Regions from separate parts of the Pan troglodytes genome. Here region 1 is linked to region 2. The links are chromatin contacts, called in public Hi-C maps. All regions are on one chromosome and are shown on one strand. Each heading gives the region's core, a stretch centred on a gene start, on an enhancer-like site or on the middle of the called end of the contact. The rest is flanking DNA. Distances are from core to core; before and after follow the strand shown. Region 1 has its middle 13 kb from the start of ACBD6. Region 2 holds the start of IER5 (immediate early response 5).

Region 1 (3,666 bases), core at 1,014-3,513, 560 kb before region 2:
GCAAATTTGAATCATTCATTTGCGTAAACTGATCTGATTGGGAACCAGGGCAGGAACTTTATAAAAGCCAAACCCTCACTTTATTCTCTTAAAGGCACCTTGGTTTCACGCTGGAAGCTGTATATTCCTGATTTGCAAACTGTTCACTGAAATAAAGTCTCATATTTTTACTGCACTAAGTCAAATTGGCAGTATTTACCTAAGACATAATCTCCTAGGAAATCCATGACCTCTAATCCAACTCTTTAAGCACATTAGGAGGACTCTAGCATATAGGCAGATAAGCAGGTAGAGATATTAGACAGCATTATCTAATTTGCATAATCTGGAAGTTCATTTGACAACCTTCAAATAAAATAATTACAGAATTTTATTAAATGCACAAAAAGGAATCACAACAAGAAAACCAGAGTCTTGACCTTGGAGTCTTTGTGAAATCTGTATAATGAGCAAAATTTAATGAAAAACATCACATCTTCAAGTTCTCAGAAATAGGTATTTCCTACTAAAAATTAAGAAGAAGAAATGGGCCAGGCGTGGTGGCTCATGCCTGTAATCCCGGCACTGTGGGAGGCCAAGATGGGTGGATCGCTTGAGTCCAGGAGTTCAAGACCAGCCTGAGAAACATATCGCTACCCTGTCTCTACAAAAAATACAAAAATTAGCTGGGCGTGGTGGGATGCACCTGTGGTCCCAGCTACTCTGGAGGCTGAGGTGGGAAGATTTCTTGAGCCCAGGAGGTGGAGGCTGCGGTGAGCTGTGATAATGCCACTGCACTCCAGCCTGGGTGACAGGTTTCAGAGAGAAGGAGGAAGAAGAGGAGGAGGAGGGGGGGAGGAAGAGGAGGAGGAGGGGAGGAAGAGGAGGAGGGGAGGAGGAGGGGGAAATGGAAATGTCATTAACTTTGAAACCCCCTCAGCAGAGGCTGTTTGATGATGATGGACAACTTAACCCAGCATGAATAAGAAAGACTTCTGGGAAATGCGTTTGTGGGTTTACAAACTGACTTTAGAGATGTTATTTATCATTACATGATACAAATATAGGGGTAAATCAAATGCCACAAAGCCAAATAGGATTAGATTATAAAAGCCTAGCATTCTCTTAGACACCAGTCCTGAAGAGATTTCATTGTGCTTGATAAGTATGGAACCACTGAGGAAGGCAAAATTGGTGGACTCAATTAAGGGCATAGTGGCTAGCTGACTTCTGTCCACATTTGCAACATTTTTGTTGCTGTAAATGCAGTAGCTATTATATTAAATGTGTTCAGTGTGTATTTATTAGTAAATATATTTTTAAATTTTCATATTTTGACTTTCTAAAAATTAATCAACAATAACTTGTTAAATGCTGATACTGATCTTTCAGGTAATGTAATACAGTAAAAAGTACACAGACTGGGGAGTCTGATATCATCCTTGCCATTAAGTAACCTAAATTTTAGTTGGAAAAACAAAATTAGTGCTCATGATACAATTAGAAAATCCAGCAAGACTAAAATTAAGTACTAAATTTTGTGGTACAAACTGAAGTTAAATAATAATAGGATTTTTTAAGCTGGATATCCTCTCCATAAAAAGGTCTCAGTTGAGCCCCATTATTTTCCAGAAGAGGCCCCTAAATATTAGGTGACTTGCCTTAGGCCTTACATTTAGGTGAGTGACCAAGTGGATCTAACTCCCAGGTCTTCTAAGGAGTGTGGGCCTTTCATATCTACTAAAACACATTCTGCTCAATTGGCAGAAGGTGCTATTGAACTATTTGCAGATGCATTTGCAGTAAAGTTTTTTTTTTTTTTTTTTTTTAGAGACAAGGTCTCATTCTGTCATCCAGACTGGAGTGTAGTGACAAGATCATAGCTCAATGTAACTTTAAACTCCTGGCCTCAAGCGATGCTCCCGCCTCAGCCACCCAAAGCACTGGGATTACAGGCATGAGCCACTGAACCTGGCCTGAAGTAAAGATCTTTAAGGAAAGTCTCCCTGAACTTGAAGCTAAGAAACTGAAATTTTTTTATCCATTTCTGCAATATTTTTCTGGTTTCAGTTACTGGTTTGAAGAACAAAGGGCCTCAGTAAGACAGAATATATAATTTTATATTGTGCCTTCATAAAATATAATTTCTTTGCATGAAAAATGAGTCCCGTGAGTTTGAATTCCACTCTGGGTGGTTCAGGATTCCGGATATCCATCGTCTTCTGGGCACTGCCGGAGTGCAAGTGGAATATACATATTGACCAGATGATGGCGGCATGGAGCTAGGTTTGGGTTCTGCCCGTGTAACGGGCTGGCTGGATTATCTTTGTTCTTTGGGTCCTTAGGCTTAGGAAAGAGAGGCCTTGCACGTTGTATGGCACAGTAAATGGAACAAATTGTTTATGTAATTATATCTTTATTTTAAACAGCAGCCAAACCCTAATTGTGTTTCTTCTTTAGACTTAGAACCCAGGAACTGAGAGTAAAGACGAAAACAGGCTTTGTTAAGATGTGCTTGGTTTTAAAAAACATGCTCTGACAAGTCCACTTACTATTCTGAATGTTGTAACAATGAGAAATAAGGGTCATACAGTATAGGCTGAGATCAACTTAGCTCTGAACCTACATCATTACTCCCTTTGGATTGTTGTTTTTGCTTTTGTTTGGATTTTCTTTCCTTATGTATATATTAACATTTTTACCATTCCCCAGTTCCTGTGCCTCACCCTCTTCTCCCAAATATTTTGGGGAACTTTAAATTTAAAATTGACATTCTAAAATATGCACAAGAAGATGAAATGTTTAGCATGTATATGTTAACATATGTTTACTAAAGTTTAAAAACTGCAAATGAAAATATACTAAAAACTAAAATTTTTTATATGCTAAATTTTCTTTAAGTTTGTATTCATCAAAATATCCCTTCTTTGTTGATACTAATGTCCACAGCTGAGTATCATCCTGGGAAAAAACCACAGCTTTGATTAATTTTGTGGCATTTATGTTTGAAAGAGTTAATCAGACATCAGTCTTCAAAAGCTGGGAATGGTTTTTATCATCAAGAAAATCTGGTCAGGCATACACAATCAGATATAAACAATTTTGTTTATTTTACCTTAAGAACAGGAAATAACATTCAAATGGTTCTGAAGACATTCAAAAAATGTCTTTAGATTAAAAATAAAATTACCCATTTATTTTTCTGGTTGAAGTCTGATTATAAGTTTTAAATTTCTATTGCTTCAAATGTCATATGACTATGAATACCTTTAGGCCGTTATTTTGGCTGTAGAATTAAAGCTCTTTTCCCTCATCCTCCAGATGAGTCAAGAAAATAGTAACGTTTATTTGAGTGCATCAAATATGGCTTTGAAGTGACAGCACTTTAAACCTTACAGGCAGATATACCATCACACACACACACACGCACACACACACACACACACAGAACACTGGTTCTTTTAATTGGCCTGAATATTGATGTTTCTGCTTCTGATGTTTTTTTCATGATAACTTGTTTTTTTAAATAAACCATTATGAAAATTCTCAAACATATAGAAAAGTTGACAGAATAGTAAATGATCACTCATATTGAACTCACTTCCTGAATTCAACAATTGTTAACATTTTGCCACATTTGCATTATCTATCTACCAATATTTTTGATAAATGACTTGAAAATAAGTT
Region 2 (3,702 bases), core at 298-2,797:
GAAAAATTCTTGCGTCATTACTCAATATATGCTATTTGGTTTTGTAATTATTTGTGTCATTATTTTATCTCTTCCTCTACGTGGGCTGAAAATTCCTAGAGGGGAGGAACTCTGGGTCTCAGAGCCTGCTGTCTCAGTTACCATCAGTTGTGGGCACAGGTAATGCTATTGAGCCATCACATCCTCTGGAGATTGTGAATTGGTCATGATCAAGCCCACTCTTCACTGGTATTTTTCCTAAATAAATTCATTGCTTGACCAACCCCGGGGCAGGATCAGGCCCAGGGTTCCACATGGACTCCAAGAAAGCAGTGCTTAGTTTTCTCATTCAGATTGTGGCTGAGAAGTTGTCATTTATCGTCTGTACAATAAAGCAGATGTGTATGTGACTTCCCCCTTTTCAGCAGTGGAGACATTGAAGCGGCCTGAGGTTATTTACCCAGAGTCCTCAGGCAGGTCTGTGGTGGAGCTTCGGTGGAACTAACTGGAAGTGACTCCATGTTTCCAGTCCAGGACCCTGGGCAACCCCGTGGTAATTGTGTCCTGATATACTTATAAGGACCAGTAGATGGACTAAGTTGTTGACTGACCAGAAAATTCTGGAACTCCCTAGCACTATATTTTTACCTTGACACGAAATGAAATTATGACATCATCATGGGAACACAGGACTTCTTTCTTTTTATTTTCAGAACTTGCTCGATTTTTCCAAGGGTGGACTGGGTCAGTCCTTGTAATGGAAAAATGGAAATGAAAAAAAAAAGGAAAAAAAATCATTGTGGAGAACCTGTAACATCTTCCATTTAACTTATTTGATAACTGGGTTTGTTCTAGAATCTAGAGAACAAAGTGAAAGATGCCAGCTTTAGAGGACAACCAATAACTTTGTATCTAGACACGATTCCTTGATAAGAAGCCAAAAACCTAGCCAAAAACTTCTGGAATCCCCCTTTCCTTTGGGGTTAGAACTGACAGCTGCTAAGAGTGTATGTGACTCTAGCGGGGAAAGCGGCTCATCCAAAAATAATGATTGCCAAATACTTTGCAGTAATACTATTTGTTATCCAGGGGTGTCCTCCGCCGCGTATGGCCACCATCTCTATTTTTGCCAGGGTTGAGGGGGGTCGCTTACAGGTGTGGCCGGCCTGGAAACGGTGGCGTGGCTGGTGAGGGCGGAGTCGATCCGGGAAGGATCAGGACTTTATGGCAGAACAGAGTCCACCACCGTGTTCGGAAGAAAGTTCGAATATTTTGTTCGCTTTGGTTCCGGCAAGCCATCGCACAAGCCAGAATCTGTAACTCCAAACGGTAGCGCTCTCGAGCACCGTCCCCAACATTCACTCCCCACGGGCCTGGTCTGCGGCCGCAAGCCGTCGCCCCCTTTAAGAGCCTGCTCCGCGGGACTAACGTTCGAACGGGCCCTGGCGCCCCTCCTCGGGCTCCGATTGGCCGTGCGCGGCGCACGAGGGCGCGCCGGCCAGCCCCGGAACGGTTGGCGGCCCTTCGTGATTGGCGGTCGAGGAGCCTATATAAGACGCGAGGCTGCCGGGCTGCCCTGTTTAGCGACCGGACCCGAAACGGGGAAGTTGTCTTGTGTGGAGAGGTTAGTAGATCTGCGCGCGCGTCACCAGAGTCGTTTCTCTTCGGAGTCTTAGGTGATCGAGGGTGTGCCCAGGGGGCGGACTTGTTTGCGCCTCCCGTTCCCTCCCAATTTCCAAACGTGTCACCCCGGCGCCGACGGCCCTGTGCAGGGGAAGCAGGATGGAGTTCAAGCTGGAGGCTCACCGCATCGTCAGCATCTCTCTGGGCAAGATCTACAACTCGCGGGTCCAGCGCGGCGGCATCAAGCTGCATAAGAACCTCCTGGTCTCGCTGGTGCTGCGCAGCGCCCGCCAAGTCTACCTGAGCGACCCGTGCCCCGGCCTCTACCTGGCCGGTCCCGCTGGGACCCCGGCACCGCCACCGCAGCAGCAGCCCGGGGAGCCGGCGGCCGGGCCACCCGCCGGCTGGGGAGAGCCGCCCCCGCCCGCCGCTCGTGCCTCTTGGCCGGAGACCGAGCCGCAGCCGGAGCGCTCCTCCGTCTCAGACGCGCCGCGGGTAGGGGACGAGGTGCCGGTGGCCACGGTGACTGGAGTCGGGGACGTTTTTCAGGGCGGAGAGGCGGACGCGACGGAAGCTGCTTGGAGCCGCGTGGAGGGGCCGCGCCAGGCGGCAGCCAGAGAAGCCGAGGGTACCGCCGGAGGCTGGGGCGTCTTTCCTGAGGTATCTCGTGCCGCGCGCCGCCCCTGCGGCTGCCCCCTAGGCGGGGAGGACCCGCCGGGTACACCGGCCGCGACCCCCCGCGCTGCCTGCTGCTGCGCGCCGCGACCAGCCGAGGACGAGCCCCCCGCGCCGCCCGCGGTGTGCCCCAGGAAGCGCTGCGCGGCGGGGGTGGGCGGCGGCCCAGCGGGCTGCCCGGCGCCCGGCTCGACCCCGCTCAAGAAGCCCCGCCGGAACTTAGAGCAGCCGCCGAGTGGAGGAGAGGACGACGACGCGGAGGAGATGGAGACCGGGAACGTGGCTAACCTCATCAGCATCTTCGGTTCCAGTTTCTCGGGACTCCTACGGAAAAGCCCCGGGGGCGGCAGGGAGGAAGAGGAGGGAGAGGAGAGCGGTCCGGAAGCCGCCGAGCCCGGGCAGATCTGCTGCGATAAGCCGGTGCTGAGAGACATGAACCCCTGGAGCACAGCCATCGTGGCTTTCTGAGCCCTTGGCCCCCCTGCGGGGAGGAGGTGGAGCAGCGGGCGTCCCCGAAGTGAGGGCCAGGCCCTTCCCGGCTGCGAGGACGCCCAGAGACCGCGGGCGCTGAGCGCGTTGGGCAGACTGGTTGCCTCTGGGCATCGCAAACTGCCCCCGGGCGCATCTGGCTTATCTGGAGACCTGGGAGCTTGAGGCTCATTGGAAGAGGACGATCGTTAACTTTTGTGTTTGTGTATGTCTGTGTATGTAAGTTTGTCTTGTGGCATTAAGACTATTTTGCTCTTCTGGAATGCACCACTCCTTCCCCAGGGTTTAAGAGATTGGGGGCAGACAGGGACTTTCCTCTGCCGGCTGCGTGGAGAAGGAAGCGGCTAAAAGGTTTGGGTCGGGGAGTTCCCCATTCGTTCTCCGGGGAGGGAGGGACTTTACACCCACCCCTCACCGGAAAGCTAGACCCGCTTCAGGGCCAGGAGTGGCGTTTCCGCACAGGATTTCCTAAGACGAGAGGGATTTAGCCAAGAGCACAGACTTGGATTCCTTCTGTCCCTCCCCACCTTTCTCTCCCAATGAAGAAACGTTTATATCCTGTGATTACTCTAGGAAAGGGGCGTATTAACGGTCCTTTGCTTCCCCGCAGGGGAGAAAAAGCTTGACGAACTTCACAGAAGAGTTCAAGCTTGGAAATAATGGAGTTTATAGAGAAAAGATATATTTTTAAAAGCTCTAGGTCAGAAGTACTACACAGTGCTTTTAAAAAGTGTTAAATGAGAGTTTACAGACAGAAGCCCGAAGTGGAAAGACCTTATGGTTTTGTAGATATGGTGACTCCAGTCTTTGTTGTATAAAGGTTGGGGGAGCTGATAAGGTTTTTGTACAGTATTTTCTCCTTCGTTGTATTGATTTTTGTATAAAAATGTAACTTCTACGTGTCTAACACGTATTAAATATTTTGAAGCAACGTAA

What was found. Hi-C and Micro-C count contacts between places; a contact is called where the count stands out from the background.
Region 1: a Hi-C map of stem cell-derived neural progenitor cells shows a contact between it and region 2, with 8 times the contacts expected there. The contact joins the enhancer-like site here to the promoter of IER5 in region 2. A contact is called at or near these places in 1 of 7 Hi-C or Micro-C datasets (stem cell-derived neural progenitor cells) and 1 of 1 datasets of contacts at active chromatin or transcription factors (stem cell-derived excitatory neurons).

What each region holds. Positions count from the first base shown.
Region 1 is chr1:68,606,663-68,610,328 of NHGRI_mPanTro3-v2.0_pri, reverse strand. No RefSeq gene overlaps it. Among named protein-coding and RNA genes, the nearest start is that of ACBD6, 13 kb to the left of the region's middle. Within about 2 kb of position 2,263, at least 2 of the 24 cell types and tissues checked have an H3K27ac peak or open chromatin away from gene starts, as enhancers often do. A contact at or near this core is called in stem cell-derived neural progenitor cells, where this site is marked.
Region 2 is chr1:68,045,124-68,048,825 of NHGRI_mPanTro3-v2.0_pri, reverse strand. It overlaps IER5 (immediate early response 5), which reads left to right and starts at 1,547. Exons shown (of 1, transcript XM_016933680.3): 1 at 1,547-3,702. The coding sequence starts at 1,762. The coding sequence ends at 2,745.